Regions from separate parts of the Mus musculus genome. Here region 2 is linked to region 1. Evidence: chromatin contacts called from public promoter capture Hi-C data. All regions are on one chromosome and are shown on one strand. The core of a region is the stretch at or near the end of the contact, and the rest is flanking DNA. Distances in the headings are between cores, read along the strand shown.

What was found. Promoter capture Hi-C pulls out the DNA fragments that hold promoters and counts their contacts.
Region 2: a promoter capture Hi-C map of pre-B cells shows a contact between it and region 1, with 4 times the contacts expected there. The contact joins the promoter of Tssc4 here to the promoter of Bub3 in region 1.

The regions. Positions count from the first base shown.
Region 1 is chr7:131,558,015-131,564,166 of GRCm38.p6, reverse strand. Bub3 (BUB3 mitotic checkpoint protein) reads right to left here and starts at 3,797. Exons shown (of 8, transcript NM_009774.4): 1 at 3,713-3,797; 2 at 3,263-3,457; 3 at 2,561-2,630; 4 at 682-833. The coding sequence starts at 3,457.
Region 2 is chr7:143,067,048-143,073,199 of GRCm38.p6, reverse strand. Tssc4 (tumor-suppressing subchromosomal transferable fragment 4) reads right to left here and starts at 3,832. Exons shown (of 3, transcript NM_020285.2): 1 at 3,687-3,832; 2 at 3,350-3,445; 3 at 2,113-3,264. The coding sequence starts at 3,243. The coding sequence ends at 2,290. It overlaps Cd81 (CD81 antigen), which reads right to left. Exons shown (of 8, transcript NM_133655.2): 7 at 5,967-6,053; 8 at 5,270-5,888. The coding sequence ends at 5,826. It overlaps Trpm5 (transient receptor potential cation channel, subfamily M, member 5), which reads left to right. Exons shown (of 25, transcript NM_020277.2): 23 at 1-38; 24 at 403-469; 25 at 764-1,671. The coding sequence ends at 852.

The DNA of each region.
Region 1 (6,152 bases), core at 2,548-5,047:
AAGTCAGAAGGGGACGATGTAAATAAAACGTACTCACGCATGAAATTCTTAAAAATATATATATATAAAAAACCACACAGGCATCATAGACATAAATGGTTTTATAATTCAAAGGTAGAGGCTGTCAAGCTGGGCTGACAAAAGGTAAGACCCAACTATGGTGTTGTCTGTGGGAAAGGAAATTTAGATTCAAAGGTGTTTAAAAACTCCATTTACTACAAGCCTTCAAACTACATCTGTCAGCATTTAAATACACACACAGCAGTAACAGTCAGAGAACACAGCTCTCTCTCTAAAGCTGAAATGATTCCCTTTTCATTCTCAACTGTCAATTCAAATGGAGCCTCAAGTCACATCTGAAAATGAGTCATGTTCCACCCCATCTTCTGGTTTGGGGTGTCAGACCAAACTTAAGACAGTAAGCCTCTGTTAATGGCTTCTATGAAAAGGTAGTGAGTTACCTCTCAGAGCCGAAGCACTAACAATGGACTGAAGAGGAATTCGAGCTCTTGCTCTCCGGCCCAAGTTTAATAACTGACAGAAAAAGATGACCAAAATGTAAAAGTTAACTCCCTTCGCATTAAAGCATTTCTATACAGTTAGGTTTCTCAAACACATTGCCAATTCTTAACAACAGCACACTCTCCAACCACCACACCCCTGGTGCAGATAAAACCCTACCTTTTCCGGCTGGGAGAAAGTCCCAGCATTACACGGAGTTCTGGGGTCCCACAGTTTAACTGTCTGATCCCAACTTCCAGTTACCATCACGTTCACTTCTGGACAGTATTCAACACATCTGATAGGGGCATCGTGAGTTCCAACAAGATTTTCTATTGCAAAGAAAAGATAAAAACAACACAGCTAGCTTTACTCTCTCATAGGATACCTCAAGTGAACCCATGGGGCTGTCAGCTGAAATGAATTCATCTCGGTCACTCCACAGAGATGTCTGCATGCAGAGCAATCGCTCCACGACTACAACGTTAGCCAGTCCTCTCTAAGTGACCTCACACTGCCCAGGTTTGGTCATTCACTAGCAGGAAACCAGCACAGTGAACTGTGTGAGGATGGTGGATGGCTAACTTGATCCTAGATTTTGTAAGAAAACTGATTAACACTGTACCTTTGGTTGTATCTAGTGCATGCTTGGTACACTGTAGGTGCTCCAGAAATACTTGGCGAGTGAGCTAAGAGTGGAGATCTCTGGCTTCCTGCACCCTGACCGCACTTGTCTTCCCATTAAGTCAAAGCTAGTATGAAATGGTTACAGGATTTGAAGGCTGAGGGGAGTCTTTCAATTAACTCACTTGCTTCTCATGGTAGGGTCCAATTTCTGCTACATAATTTCCTTCCTGTCAATTTCAACTTTCACAGTATCTCATTTGTTCATTCAGTAAACATCTACTAAATATCTACTGTGTGCCAAAGCCCATGTGACAGACAAAAAAAAAGGAAGAGGACCAGGACCAGGATCAGGAATGTAGCTCAGGCAGAGTGCTCTCCTCGCATGTGCATATTAAACACACAAAGTCACTTTTGGACAGAGGCCTCTTCCAATGAAAAATCATTCCTTTTCTCCTGGAAACAGAGTCTTAGTAGTCTAGGCTGGCCTCAAACTATCTATATAGCCGAGGCTGGCCTTGAATTTCTTATCCGCCCGCCTCCCCTTCCCAAGTGCTGGGATTCCAGGAGCAGCATCACACCTGGCTCAGATGTGCTTCTCAGTCCACTCGGATTGCTCAAGCTGGCCTCTAGGTAGCCACATGTCTACACCCCCACCATCGCTTTCCAGTATACCTACATCCAATACAGGGCAGGCAAACAAAGCTCAGAGCGCTTTGCACGTCTTGGGTTCCATTCCAAATCCTGCCACAGTGAAATCATAAACCTCTTAAGAAATGTTTTTACACAGCCAACTGAAATACATTCTCCTGCTAAGAACGCAAAGGCATCACTAAGATAAATATGACGGGGCTACCGTGCTCCATTTTTAAAATGTACTTTTTTTTTTAGCCTGTGAAAAGACCAACCTAAAATATCAAACTGTCCAAAGAAATCCTGACAAACCGGACCCTGAGTCCAGTCCGCTGCTTAAGACTTCTAATAGTGACAGTCAAATGCTTAAATGATGCTTCCACTAGACACTTAAGACAGTGCTCAGGGGCTGGAGAGATGGCTCAGCAGTTAAGAGCACTGGCTGTTTGCTCTTCCAGAGGTCCTGAGTTCAATTCCCAGCAACCACATGGTGGCTCACAACCATCTATCTGTAATGAGATCCAATGCTCTCTTGTTATGTGTCTGAAGATAGCTATAGTGTACTCTTATAAATTAAATAAATAAATCTTAAAAAAAAAAAAAAAAAAGACAGTGCTCAGAAGGGGCTTTACTGCAAAATTCAGGTTCCATTTGTGGTAACTTAATCCAATTTTAAAAGTCTATTATCAAAGCCGTGTTCCGCCTTCACATAAGTACTGAAAACACCTACTCTTCTTAAATAAGCATTTCTACACAAATACACTAGTAAAGAAAAACTGGTAAAATGTAGCTATATTAATACCTTGATCAGTGTTCAAATCGTGCATTTTCAGTTGATGATCTAATCCACCACTCCAGGCATGCGTTGGATCCTACAAAGCAAAATTTGGGTTTGATTTTTTTTCTTTCTTACTTTTTTTTTTTTTTTTTTGGAAGACACTATGTAGCCCTGGTTGGCCTCAAAACTCAAGAGCTCTTCCTGCCTCTGCCTCTGGGATTAAAGTTGTGGCCACCACATCCTCCCACCCCACTCTTACATTTGGAGCCAATTCAAAGTTACAAAGCTTTAGCAAGCATTTTCAACATTGCTATTTCTACAGCCAAGTGTTATGTCCAGTGTGACAGAAACTAAGAAGCAAACAAAAATGCAAGTTAGTGATCTCCACAAGGAAGCAAATACAAGGTGGACACCAGGAGTTAAGGCTAAATTAGACAACATTCATTACTTTTCAAAGGATAGCTAAAAATCAGTCTTGCTGCTAACTTCAATTATCTATGTCCAGAAAGTTTACTCAAGTCTGAATTTACAAATGGAGATTGAAATTGCCACGAGAGAAGAAATAAGAACACAAACCATTGTAGTAGGCTTGATGCCAGGCTAAAGGGAAGAATTCCCGAGTAGTTATGAACTATCAGAATTCTCGAACCGTGTATGAGATGCTACTGGCAAGGCCTAGGACATCTCAGTATTAAGGGGACAGGAGCAGAAACTGAATCCACCTACGTAGAAGGCGCAGTCCAGGACAGCACCAGTGTGCTGGTACTTGAGCCTCATGGAATTGGCGGGCACATCGTAGAGGCGCACAGACGTATCCCAGGAGGAGACCAGGAGGAACTGGGATGTGTTGGGGCTGAACTTAACCGAGGAGATGCCATCCTCGGGTGGCTGGTTCAGCTTGAATTCGTTCGAACCGGTCATCTGTAGAACAAAACGCTAAGTCTGAGTTCCTAACCGGAGCAACAGAGGCCGGCCACGGCCTGCGCCTGCGCGAGTCCCCCTTGATCCAGGCCGGCCGCCATCCCGCTTCCGCCGAGCTCCACCCGGCCTGGCCTCCTTCCTTGCCCGCAGATCCCCATATAAAACACAATGGACCTCGACCGGATCCCTCTGTGCATCGATGCGCCGGCCACGGGCCACAGATCCCGCTCCGCCCGCCCTCGCCCGAACCTCTACCTCCTGTCCGCCTAAGCAACGTTTCTGCACCGGCCACTACCGATCCGCTTCCCTCCGAGCACTCGCAGGCAAAGCGGAGAAGGCGGAGAGGAAGCTCCGGAGCAGGCCTATCATTGGCTGATTTTGAACGCCAACGGCTCGATCTCGGCAGCTGATTGGTCTGATTTACTGCTTGCCTCATTTTCCGCAGTCATCCTGTTCCGGCTCAAAGGGAAGCCGCGTTTCCCCCCCCCCCCCCGTTCACCGGGTCTCTTAGTACCTCCACGCCGAGGTTACATCTCTGGAGCTGCGGAGGGAAAACTACAACTCCCAAGTATGCTCAGGTCATGAAGGCGTTCACGCCCGCCCACAATTGTATGCTGCATGCTGGGAGTTGTAGTCTCCCTGGAGCTGCTTGCCTGAACATCCACAGACTAGAAGGCAGAAAAGAGATTTTATCTAGCTCTTGTGACATCCTTCTCCTCTATCTCTCAGACACAGAATTTCATTTTGGTTGATAACTACTATAGATATAAATTAATATTTTCTTTCTAGCCGTGCACATACCCCTGGACTTAATCCAGACTAGTCATACTGAAGAATAATTTCTAGTCAAAGGTACTATTTGCTTTTATTTTGCTGGGTTATCAATTTGTGAACTAGAGACTCATTTCCCTTGAGTTCTAGTGATCTCATTTTTATCGTTTCATCTCTCCACAGTTTTCAAGCACCTGAATGTCAGGCCTCTTAAGCAGCTCTGGGAATACACACTCAGTCAAACTACTCCTTGCTTTAGAAGAGTACCACACCCATAAGGGTGAACAGAGCAGGACACAAATATTTCCAATCTTTAACGATCAGCCAGAATCTCTTAGGAATGTTCATCATAGGACCTAGCATTGTGACTGTCCTCCCTCTCCCACCTTCCTCTGCATTATCATGGAAGTTGCAGGCTCAGTTTGCTGCACTTTCTGTTTCTAGAATCCTCTAAAAAATATGAGAATCAAAAGGTTGTTTTGGTTCTGTGAGAGAAAAGCAGTACTTAACAAACAACATAGTAGCATACTGACATGCAAAATGTTACTGAGTTTCTAATTAATCCTTGGATACAACTTCTTTTTCTCTGTCCCATCTTTTTGAGACAATCCCTTTTATTTTGAAATTGTTGCATGAAGTAGGAAGTTGTCTCTAGTTTTAAACTACTTAACTTTCAAGGTACATTTTTAAAAAAAAAGAAAAGAAAAGAAAAGAAAAATGATCTTGCCGGGCAGTGGTGGCGCAGCCAGCACTTGGGATGCAGAGGCAGGTGGATTTCTGAGTTCGAGGCCAGCCTGGTCTACAGAGTGAGTTCCAGGACAGCCAGGGCTACACAGAGAAACCCTGTCTAAAAAAATAAAAGTAAAGAAAGAAAGAAAGAAAGAAAGAAAGATCTTATGTGTGCACAGACTCTGAACTAAATGCACTTAAGATTCCTGACAATAACACACACACACACACACACACACACACACCAGTCTTTTGTCCTGATGATGGTTATTATGGCTAAAATATTCTGGTTGTCTTCCCTCTCCAAATAGTTCTAGTATGTGGTTCTTTCTCTCTCTTCTCTTTCAACAAATCAATGGCCAAGTTCAATTTTTTTTAATGCATTGAGTTGTTTTGCATTCTAAGTTTAGCCAAATAATTTTACCTCTTGACTTATTTGGTTCTCTTTCCCAGTTGTTTATTTAATTCTATTACTGTTTCCAGATTCTGAGCATAAATTACCTGCTAATAAAATCTAAGCATATTTCATTATCCCATGTGTGTATGATTCAGGCCCCTCTGGCCGCACACTTGCAGCCCAACTCTATTTGAGTTTTAAGAAACGTCAATCTTGTAAATCAAGTTTAGAGCCTGAAAAGAGATGGACTATTTTGCTGATTATTCAAATGAATTGCTAGACTTGAGATAGGAAATCTGGCCACAAGCAGAGTCTTGACCATTTTACAACACAAATGTAAAGTAAGTATGTGTGTGTGTGTGTGTGTGTGTGTGTGTGTGTGATATTCAGTTACCTGTTGCAGTGGTGAGTCGCCTGCCACAGCTAATGTCTGGGTGAGTAAAGAGAGTCAGATATATACCACATGACAACTGCGGGAAATGGCATTCCCTAAAATATTATGGGCAAACTCAAGTCGTTAATGCCGACAGTGACAGGAGGAGGAGGTCACTACCTATGGAGAAAGCCATCCTGAAGCAAATATGATGACCCAATACTGTTAAATCCATCACCGAATTGTAATCTGCTGAAAGGCAGATCAAAAGCATCCGAACGGAGTATGTTTTTTTACAAGACAGTCCTCTGAAGTAATGTGGTTGTTTCTGGGTGGAACACTCAAAGAATGCTGTCAGGGAAAGAATGTAGAGAGGTTATCTGGAGTGAAAACTACGGTGACAGAAAAATACACATATCCAATGA
Region 2 (6,152 bases), core at 2,583-5,082, about 12 Mb before region 1:
GAGAGCAAGAAAAGAGGATCAAGTGTCTGGAATCACAGGCAAGCTAGCAACTCACTATCCATCTTTCTTCCTGGGGTGGGGGCATCCTTCTGGTTCCATGGGAACTACCACAGCCCTGTACCAGCATCCTGGTGGGTAGCATTAGGGCCTGGATAGAGTGGCCTGCCCCTGCCCCAACTCACTTTCGAGACTCATTGTTGTTCTAGAGCTGGTCCAACAAAACCTAGGTTCAGCACCACATCCGGTCACTATCCCTTATCATGCACTATGGGAGGACCTGGTCCAGAGTGTGGAGTCCCAGGGCAGCAGTAGCCCTGGCAGGAGGGCAATCACATGGGAGGAAACCAACCCGGTCCCCCCAGTCCCCACCGAAGTCTCAGTACCTCCCTTGGCTCTCTCCAGGCCAACTACTGTATGCTCCTCTTGTCCTCTATGACGGATACACTGGCTCCAGGAGGCACCTACTCAAGTAAGTATGGGTTCAGGCCATGGGAATGAGATGGGTATGGGCTCCTCCCTTCAGCCACTAGATTAGGGCAAGAGCAAAGCTGCGGGCTGTGTATTGTATTAGGTCCTGCCTTCTCCACCTGTGCTAGAGGTCGGTTACCCTCGGCAGGCCACTGTTCCTTAGTGTCCCAAGGCTCTGCCTAGCACTGGCCTTGCTAGCCTTGCCACTTTCCATGTCCTGGCCCTTGCCTCACTCCTGCCCTGCCCCAGCTGAGGCTCTCCAGCTGAGGGTCCTTTCTCCCTTTCTTGCTCCCAGGCTCTCAGAACTGTGGTTGCAGGAGTCAGCCAGCCTCTGCTAGAGACAGGGAGTACCTAGAGTCTGGCTTGCCACCCTCTGACACCTGAAATGGAGAAACCACTTGCTCTAGAGCCCCAGACCTGGCCACATCGAGTTTTTGGGGCACATCAACCTTCCCCCACTCCCAGCAGCCCCAAGAAATGGTCTTCAAGGCCTTGCTACAGATCACTTCTTGGACATCCCTTCCTAAGAGAATGAAACTCATGTCTTTGGCATCTATTCGGGAGCCTCAGAAGTATCCTCTCCAGCAGGGCAAGATTTTTCATGTCCCACTAAAGCTTTCACTGGCTTGGACTGGACAGCTGGATCTGGCCAAGTCCTACATAGGACACCATCTGCCTGGATGGGGCTATTTAGGTCTAACCCCTGTCTTACCCTGAGTTCCTAAGAAGCCAACCTCTTAAACACTAGGTTTCTTTCTGACCCCTGACCCACTCATTAGCTGACCAGCTCCTAGAGGGCAGGACTCAGATCTATTGTAATTACCTCCCATCTTTCACCCCCCACAGCATTATCTGTCTGATCATTCTGGCAGAAACCCCAAGATATTGCTCAAGGGTACCCAATGCTACTTTACTTTCTATAAAGCCTGTAGACCACCTCAAATCAGCTAAACTGGGCCACAATGGTGGCTAAACGGGACATTTCAAACACCCGGGGAATATGGAGGATTGTCTGACCTAGTGAAAGGCATCTCCGTTCCTTCCACTGCTCCTCAAATTAAATGACCATCCAGGTCCTTTTTAGAGGAACTCAGAGAATGGGGACTACAGAGGCTGGGGCAGACCTGGGTCTTAGCAGGTCTAGCTAACTTGGTCCAAGTCCCTGGCCTCCACAGGAAACATTCGCTCATGCATCCTCCCTGCATCCTTCTCTTCTTCTCTGGCTCAGCTTCAGTGGAATGACCCAGCATCAGCTGTGTCTTACACACACAAGTCCTGGAGACACAGCCAGACACCAACCATATGCTGCTTCACAACTCATCCTCTTCCTATAACCTGTGGTCTGTACAGGCCCAGTGCTGGGGCTGCATTGGTTTCTGGGGGTGGGGGTGGGGGTGGGTTGTGCAGATTATGCTCATTCACTACCATCAGGGGCACAAGGCTGAACACAGCTAAGAGCCCAGTCCCTCTGGGTAGTTTCATCAGTGACAAATGTAAATGACCATGGCAAACCTTCACGGCAGTCCTCACTGGAGTGGGGAAGGCAAGGTGAGGCTGCCAGAGATGCAGTCCTGTAGTTGGCTGCCCAGGACTGTTTGGACAGAACTCTTTGAGTGGGGCCCGGAAAAAGCCACACAATTCAAGAAATATTCCAAACGTTTATTATTCATCCTAAACACTGGGGCACAAAGGCCTTCGAGGTCCCCTGACCCACAATTCCCACAGTCTCTGCCAGAGCGGCTGCACACATCCCCCTACCACAGACAGCCCACACCTTCCCACTTGGACTAGCAGGTGAGGGGTAGAGTGATAGCACTGCAGTCAAACTGAGGGTCCTCTCTCAGACCCCGGCCCCCCAGGGTTACCGTCCCTGTTCCGGAAGTGGTCTCTGCTCCGCTTCTTGCTGCCATGGAAACCAACAGCCTTCACACCTATGGGGCCTGATGAGGACTCAGGATGGGCAGCTTCTGAAGGTACCACCACCTCTGGCTGTCCCTGGTGGCCACTCCATTCCTCAGCCTCAGGTCCAGCGAGATGGGCTAGCTCCACAGCGGCCTCACCCCCCGCACCTGACCCAACCCCCTTCTTTAGGACCCTCTTCCTCTCAGCCCTAGCCTCACTGTCCCTCACTGGTTTGGTGAAGACCACTCTTCCCTCCCCACAGCTAGAGGGGTCCTGGTTGAAAGAAGGCACATAGTCTGTGTGGGACACCTGGCTTCGAGAGCTCAGGAAGGCCAGGGCAGCATCACGATTGCTCTGCTCACTGGCTTCAGACACATCCTCCAGACTGTATTTGGTCCAACGCTCAGGGTGTGACACATAGTCAGGGACTGGGAGTACCCTAGTCGGGCCAGTGTTCCCATGCACTCTGCTCAGGCCCCTTGCTGGAGTCTGACTTGGGGGAGTCACGGGCCGCCTGAAGCTGCCATTGTCACTCACACTGGTTTGGGGAGCAGAGCACGGTGCCTGCCGGGCTGCACTCTCCAGACAATCAAAGATGCTGTGGCTGCGCTGGGAGAAGGTAGAACTCATGCCTCGGAGGTGGAATGGCTGCACTGCAGTGGTGAGGGTGCCCGTGGGGGGCGATGGAGGGTCCTCAGGGCCGGAGTCCTCCTGGCCCTCCTCCGAAAGCCTCTCTGGGGACAACACTTGGACCTCCACACCACTAGGTAAGCTAAGGTCCGAGTCCGAGTCGCTGAGGGAGACGGTGTCAGAAGGCAGGGTGTCATCCTCGGTGGGTTCATCAGCCTCCAGGCCAGCCTCTGTCTCCGCCATACGACCTGACACCCGTCCCACCTGTAGCGAAGCAGTCCCAGTTCCGCCGTGAGGGGTGTATTTAAGGCCTCATCCCTCCCCGTCCTCCCAGGCTCCCGTCTTTCACCTCCACTATGTGTCAAGTGCCTCTACTCACAGCCGGACGGGAGGCCTCGCGAAGCTGGGTGGTTAAAGGGTATCCTAGCGCGCACAGATACAGGAGCTGCAGGTTAGGTGGGGTTAAGGAGAGAGTCAACCATGAGATCATAACAGTGTGGACATACAATAGATGAGCACTGGGAGATGCTGGTGACAGGAGATCTCCATCAGCTGCTTGTCCCATCACGGGCTCTCAGTAAAGCGCAGCCTCTCTAGGTACAAGCGCCACCCGGGTCCGGACGAAGGGCTGGCAGAAACAGGCACGGGAATGCCCTGGCCGCGGCCTTAGGGAGGCCAGTGCTCACCGTTCCAGCGTCCGTACACGCCTCAATACCCTGCCGCCTTTCTCGCAGCGTCCCGCCAGTTCCCCGGGATTCGGTCCTGTCCAGTCTCGCTCGGGTTCCTGGGAAACCGAGTCTCGGGCGATCAGATTTTCGTGGCTTCAGCGCCCGAGAAACTACAACTCCCAGAAGGCAATGGGTTCCCGCCTAATGTCAGCCGGGACTTGTAACCTTAACAAGCGTGCCAACCCGGAGCGCACACGGAAACCCACCCAGAAATGACGAAAAAGGAAAAGGCGGAGCCACGGTTCCCACAATACTCCAGGGCTAACTGCCAATCGCAAAGGGTTGAGGCCTGCAGCTTCGCCTGTCGGAAGCCGTCCCGGCCGGGTCCGACACAAGGAGGAAGTGCGTCACCACGCACTGTGAGCGCCAACCAGTTTCCTAGACATTTCCGGCCCTGGGCGGAAGTGGTGTGGGTCTTGTGCTTTGTTGGCTTTCTGGAGTGAGGCGGGGCCAAGGTCCTGGTTGGCTCTTGGCATGAAGAGACGTAGTGGTCCCTGGGGTGGGTTGGTTGGGGCTTCAGAGATTCGAAGCCGCTATCCTGGGCTCTGCCTGTCTGTGCTTCCTGACGCAGGAACGGACACTTTAGTTGCAGGACGCCGCCCCTACTAGTCAAGGCCACACATAATCCTCCTCCAGGCGTGGGGCTGTTTTCTTGTATCCTTAGGGATCAGAGTCTGAGACACCATGGGGCTGCTGCATGCGCCTCTCCTTTCCTATGTTTCTGAAGCTGTGCAGCAGGCCTCCAACAGCTTTGGCCTGGTGCCCATGGACCTCATAACATAGGATATAAAGGGCTCCTCAGACCAGAAACCAACCAAGCACGGAACAGGTTGCATAGGCGTGGGAGGTAGAGGTGGCGGAGACCTAGAATGTCCTAGTACAAGCTTGGGGTTCACCGACAAATAAGCCTACTGGGAGGCTGCTAGAAGCTGGGCCATGAATCTTGGCTAGGGCGTCTCTCCTCTAGTGGCCAATTAACTATGCCAGCAGCCTGGGGGAGGGGCGCAGACAGGAGACAAAGGGAAAGAGACAGTGGTGGTTGCCCCTGGCGTCCGGGAGGTTGCTTAGCCTGATCCTCAGTTCACAGGGGTAAGTGAACTGCCATCTTGCCTTTTACTTATTGAGACACAAGCCAGAGCCACCCAGCTCCGTGGAATCTTTTCTTGAGATGGATGGGGTAATGGGCTAACCTTTACTGTCTTGTCCCTGAAAAGGAGGGTGTTCTTGCAGCTTATCTCCATCATTCTGTGCTGAATTTCCCTGCTTAGGTGGCTCCTCCTACCCGACTCAGCCTGACCTGTCATGTCCAACAGATGAGTGGAAATGAGGTCAAGGCTGGCGTAAAGTCAGCATTGAGCTCCCAGTATAAGGAGGTACAAATGAGGGAGGACCCATATGGAGTGCTCCCAGGGTCCCAGCCCTCCCCACCCACTGTGTTCCACAGCCTCTATTGGACCTGCTCACCCTGTGCCTGGCAAAGTTCAGAGCTGATGAGCCAGGTCTCTGACACCGCTAGCACAGGAAGAGGTCTGGCAGTCCCATTAGCATGCCTGATTTTTTTCCTCCTTTATTAAATGACTGTTTCAAGATTTAATTACAGTTGAAGGTGACACGTTAGAAAGAATAAGTGCATTGAAGGCATAAGAGGGCTTACAAACCCAGCTCTTGAAATGGAGGCAGGAAAGGAACAAAGATTAAAAAGATGTGAGCAATGTGACCCACAGTGGGTTGAGTGGGTGGGCATGGCCCTCTAGCTAGGCTACAAAGCCTCTGGGCAAGTAGCTGTAGAGGAGGTTTGGCTCAGCAGGCAGAACTCTCCAGGGGTCCCAGACGTACAGGGCCCTGCAAGCCAGGGCCAGCTCCACCCCTACATCCCACATATGCCACCCATGTGTGATGTCAGCTCCCAAAAGGTAACAGGAAAAGTTCAGGACAAAAAAAAAAACTAAAACAAAAACAAAACAAAACAAAACAAAAAACTCAAAAGTAAAAAGACTAAGTGTAGCAGAGTGATACAGAAATATTATATACACAGGCCATGTCCCCCAAGGTGGCCTCTGGTCACTCCAGGGATCCTCTGGTGCAATGCAAAGGGCCTCAGTACACGGAGCTGTTCCGGATGCCACAGCACAGCACCATGCTCAGAATCATCTCAAAGATCTGCAGGAGGGAGGGGCATAGTCAGCACCTAAGGCCCTGGGAAGGATCCCACCCACCCACCAGAGACCCTGTGCTTACCATAATGACAGCTACCACAATGGCTGCAATTCCAATGAGGTACAGCTTCCCAGAGAAGAGCTCATCGATTTTCTGATGACAATCTTGCTGCAGGGATGGCAAGAGCGTGGTTAACCATCAGTGGCTAAGTCACAGCCACCACCCTACTCAGTGACAGGACCTATGTATCACAGCTTATCTTCCACC